2 separate regions of the Danio rerio genome follow, and region 1 is linked to region 2. A link is a contact called in public Micro-C data. All regions are on one chromosome and are shown on one strand. Each heading gives the region's core, a stretch centred on a gene start, on an enhancer-like site or on the middle of the called end of the contact. The rest is flanking DNA. Distances are from core to core; before and after follow the strand shown.

Region 1 (2,700 bases), core at 12-2,511, 59 kb after region 2:
ATTTGATTTGATTTTATTATGCATTTTATTTTTCCATTTTATTTTTCTATTTTATTTTTCCATTTTATTTGTAATTTTTATTTAACTTGATTTTCCGTTTTATTTGATGTATCATTTTATTTTTATTTATTATTTTATTTTTCAATTTTGTTTGTAATTTTTTATTTAATTCAATTTAGTTTTTTTATTTAATTTAATTGTTTTTATTTCATTTCATTATTTTATTTTCCATTTTATTTTTTTATTTTTATTTTTTCTATTTTATTTTTCCATTTTTTTATTTCATTTGATTTCCTTTTTAGTTTAATTTAATTGTTTTAATTTCATTTTATATTTTAATTTATTATTTTATTTTCCATTTTATTTTATTTTTTAATTGATTCTATTTGATTTTCTATTTAATTTTTCCATTTCATTTTTAGTTTTTAAATTTCATTTCATTTTCTTTTTTATTTAATTTAATTGTTTTAATGTCATTTAATTGTATATTTTAATTTGTTATTTTTTCCATTTTATTTGTTTTCATTTCATTTTATTTTATTTCTATTTTAATTTTCCATTTGTATTTTTTTATTTAATTTTTTTTTTAATTTAACTGTTTAATTTTTTAAATATTTTTATTTATTATTTTATTTTCCATGCATTTGATTCGATTTTACGATTGATTTTATTTTATATTTTATTTTTCCTTTTTTATTTGTAATTTTTTTTATTTAATTTAATTATTTGAATTTAATTTAATTTGAATTTCATTACATTTTTGACCAATTGGAATAAAGCTTTTTACAAAGTAAATTTTACTAATTTTAATTCCATATTAATTTGCATAATAAAGTGTAGTATATAATCAGGGAAATTATGCATGAACAAATCCCTCAGTAAGAAACTTTAGAAACATATATTATAAATCTCTGTAGTTTAGTGCTGCTGAAATGAAGATTCATGGCTTATTGTGAGAAGAAATAAAACTTATATAAAACCTACAGCACACAAATAGAGAAAATGATGCAAAAGAGAGACTTTGCAAGCACTTTGAGATGTTTTTCTAGCATCAGCATGAAAAAGCCCAAATCTGACAGGTGCCTGCAGGGTCTGGTCTTGATAATTGGTTTTGATCAGCCTATTAAATGTCCATTAGCTGAACGCATGGGTAAAGCTCTCGGTGTGTATATGAGTTTTCCTGCAGATGAGTCAGGGAGTGGGCACGTCCGCTTGATTATAGTTATTATTACCCCAGAGAACAGCCCTGTCTGCACTTGTCTGCTCTTTACATTGACATGTTATGATTGTGTTTGTGTCGTGGAGTGACAGGAGCAACTTCTGCTGTGCAAAGAGAAAGCCAATGAATGAGAAAGTGAAAGCGAGAAGCCATGCAGCTCAAAATAAGCTGAAGACATCAAATAAAATCTAACTAAAAGGGTAACTAGTTTTCTTTCACAAAACCTAATGGACTGAAGGTTGTGGAGGCTTGTTAATGTCACTGGATAAAAGAATACAGTTGCAAACTTTATAACCTTTTACCTTGGATTTTTCACAGAATTACAAGTTCACATTTTATCATTTTGACATTGTTATCTGAAGTCTGAGTTTACATCTCGCAATCCTGAATTTCTCTTTTTCAATCCTGACTTTTTAATCCAGGAGTTTACATATTAAAATCCTTACTTATTGATGTCGGAATTCTGAGTTCACATGTTAAAATCCTGACCTTTTATTCCAGGAATTCTGAGTTTACATATTAAAATCCTGACTTATTGATGTCGGAATTCTGAGTTTATAATTTAAAATCCTGACTTTTTAATCCAGGAATTCTGAGTTTACATGTTAAAATCCTGACTTTTGATGTTGGAATTCTGAGATTACATATTAAAATCCTGACTTACTGATGTCGGAATTCTGAGTTCACATGTTAAAATCCTGACTTTTGATGTCGGAATTCTGAGTTTACATATTAAAATCTTGACTTAATGATGTTTGAATTCTGAGTTTACATGTTAAATTCCTGACCTTTTATTCCAGGAATTCTGAGATTACATATTAAAATCCTGACTTATTGATGTCGGAATTCTGAGTTCACATGTTAAAATCCTGACTTTTGATGTCGGAATTCTGAGTTTACATATTAAAATCTTGACTTAATGATGTTTGAATTCTGAGTTTACATGTTAAATTCCTGACCTTTTATTCCAGGAATTCTGAGTTTTCATATTAAAATCGTGACTTTTTAATGTCGGAATTCTGAGTTTATAATTTGAAATCCTGACTTTTTGATGTCGGAATTCTGAGTTTATAATTTGTAATCCTGACCTTTTAATCCAGGAATTCTGAGTTTACAAATTTAAATCCTGACTTTTTGATGTCGGAATTCTGAGGTTACATGTTAATATCCTGACTTTTTATTTGAGGAATTCTGAGTTTACCTGTTGAAATCCTGACCTTGTAATGTTGGAATTTTGAGTTTACAAGGTCAGGATTTCAACAGGTAAACTCAGAATTCCTCAAATAAAAAGTCAGGATATTAACATGTAAACTCAGAATTCCCACATTAAAAGGCAGGATTTCAACATGTAAACTTAAAATCTCTAAATTAAAAGGTCAGGGTTTCAAATTGTAAACTCAGAATTCCAACAGTACATCAAATTTATGTGTTAAAATCCTGACATTTTAATTTAGAAATTTTAAGTTTCCATTTTAAAAGTC
Region 2 (2,700 bases), core at 96-2,595:
AAAGAGGGATTAGTTGATTTTAAAAAGTGAGCTCAATTAGCATAATTATAAAAATGAAGTCAACTCAACAGTTCCAAGTTACAATGAGTTTACTTACTTTATTTCTGTAAAGTTAACCTGTTGCTTTTAGGGCAAATGGTTTTACTCGTTTTAAGCTACTAATCTCCTTTTACAGTGCAGTTCCTTCAAGTTCCCAAAACAAATCAGTAAGCTAACTTAACCATTTTTACCAATTTAGATGGATTGAACATAAAACATCAGCCTGACCTCACGAGAAAACGTAAGTATTTTACGTTTTGCCAGTTTAGAGGCAAATTTTCATACAAGTTCAGTCGTACGAAGTTATACAATTTTAAAAAGGAGGCGTGGCACCCAACCCCACCCCTAAACCCAACCGTCATTGGGGGATGAGCAAATCGTATTAAAATGTACGAATTAGATCGTATAAATTCATACGAACTAGCCACTAAATCAAAAAGTTACGAATTGCCGTGAGATTGTGTTGAAAACATTGAAGTCGCCCCCCTAAAACCTTAAGAACTGTGTTGTTTCAACTTATTTTAAATAACTACACTGAAAAAAAATTATTCAAAGATGATTCCTTAGATTTACTAAGTTTTTTATGTTAAGTGGTTGTAAACAATTTAATTGTGTTGAATTGAAACAAACAAATTAAGTTGAACATTATTCAATTTAATTTGTTTGTTTAAATTCAACACAAATAAATTGTTTGCAACAGTTCTGCATGCAACACTTTTTTCAGTGTAGTTTAAACAAGCATTTTTTGAGTGTAGGGAACCCAAAACTGTTCATCAATGGCATTGCAACACCGCCCTTCTTTTGGTACCTCACATTGTAAAACAAAGCGACCACTACAGTCTAATTAGACACAGCGTTATAAATGACTCCCTGTGACACGCTCTTACCCCTGACCCAAATGAAGCATGAAATGAAAGTAACGGATGATTTTCAGTGCCAGTGATGAATGATTTCGACCATTTCCTTGGGTGGTATTTTCACACACACACACACACACACACACACACACACACACACACAACCGCGAGCCAAACCACACCAAGCCTGCGCCTGGAATGACACTGTAAGTTCATTGATTGGCCGAGTCAGCTGACAGAGCCGCTAATTGACTCGGTTGCTTTCTTAGGAATGCCCAAATTTGCTGATGCCCTAATCCATTTAAACTAGGTCGGAGAAGGAAGACTTTGAATAATTACGAAAAGTCATTCGATTACCAAAAGCAATTAGCTATTGGACACGTACAAGCGCGCCAAGACTCGTCATTGTCAGCACGACTGCGTGACTTGAGGGCGTTCAAATTATGCAATGAATAACACATACCGCACATTAAAAGGTCGTCACATGTGTGTCTGGTTGAGACCAAATGGAGATTTGCTCTAGGAGTGGACTGATCTTTACCGGATCAGAGGGATGTATTGTTTTTAAAAATCACCCCTGGCTCCTGTTTACTCTAGGACGGCTCCTCTGCAGCCATGCGCTGAAGGCGATAGATAACAACCTAACAACCGCCTTAAATACTTTCATCTCAAACACAGGCCAGCATTGTTTAAGAGCTCGCAAGTCCATCAGTTTCGGAAGAAAAGCACCTCAAGAAAGTCCTTTCATTCACACACACAGACTGTCCTCCGCAATCAGTCTGATCTCAGCAAAAAGGAATCGCTTTTTATATAACCCGAGTCTTGTGATACCAATGCACAGACCTTTTCTAAATTAGCAGCTCTTTTCATTGGGAAACAAGAGCTCTTTGCTATATCGGTTAGCATCTGAAAATGACATAATATGAAGGGACATAAAACAGCACTCTCTGTGAACTCGTATTCCAGGACACGGGAGCATTAGGCGTCAAAATCTGCTCCCTGATCTCCTTTAACTGGTTTAGGCCACTCGATGCACAGCTCTGCGCTTGCCTCGGGATTAATCCTCATAAACACTTGAGGTTTCCTTCATTTTAGCAACACCAATCAAGTGTTACTGAAAGACGCGGGCTGCTTTGTTTAGCATTCTTATTTCATTTTGCACTCTGGATTTAACCTCGGAGCGGCACAGTAGCATGTCCATATCTGACAGGTGTTAATCTCTCACAGCACTGTGTCAGTGGCCTCGACATTCGGGCTTGTGCACCACCTACGCACATCATCTAAGACTGGAGGCCAAGGAGGCTTACAACTCCCTGAGCTTTTAACTCCTGAAGGATTGGCCTGAGATTAGCAACAGCCTTCACGCCAGCCAATGCACCATTTAACGCAATGTTTAGGGCGGCACGCTGTGCTCCTCAGTATTGACAGTGGTGTAAAGTAACCAACTGTAACTGAGTAGTTTTTCTCAGAAATTGTTATTTACTTGGTAGTACAAGCACTTTTATTTTGCATTGAGTACATTTTTAGTGCTGCATCGGTACTTTTACTCCACTATTTTCCTTCAACCTGCAGTCACTACTTAATTTTTCTCTTGTCTATGGGGATTGGCTAATCAGTTATTCAATTCCTGCCCATTCATTCATTCAATTTGGGCTTGGTCCCTTTATTAAACAGGTGTCACCACAGCGGAATGAACCACCATTTTATCCAGCATACTTTTTACACAGTGGATGCCCTTCCGGCTGCAACCCATCACTGGGAAACACCCATACACTTTTACATACACACACATACACTATGGACA

The links. A called contact is a pair of places that touch in the nucleus more often than the background predicts.
Region 1: a contact with region 2 is called in a Micro-C map of caudal fin, with 2.4 times the contacts expected there. The contact joins two enhancer-like sites. A contact is called at or near these places in 2 of 18 Hi-C or Micro-C datasets (caudal fin and embryo).

What each region holds. Positions count from the first base shown.
Region 1 is chr4:4,834,375-4,837,074 of GRCz12tu, forward strand. It overlaps a transcript of ntf3 not described here. Among named protein-coding and RNA genes, the nearest start is that of tbc1d30, 32 kb to the right of the region's middle. Within about 2 kb of position 1,262, at least 2 of the 62 cell types and tissues checked have an H3K27ac peak or open chromatin away from gene starts, as enhancers often do. A contact at or near this core is called in caudal fin, where this site is marked.
Region 2 is chr4:4,775,441-4,778,140 of GRCz12tu, forward strand. The region is part of intron 1 of ntf3 (neurotrophin 3); the gene reads right to left. Among named protein-coding and RNA genes, the nearest start is that of ntf3, 15 kb to the right of the region's middle. Within about 2 kb of position 1,346, at least 5 of the 62 cell types and tissues checked have an H3K27ac peak or open chromatin away from gene starts, as enhancers often do. A contact at or near this core is called in caudal fin, where this site is marked.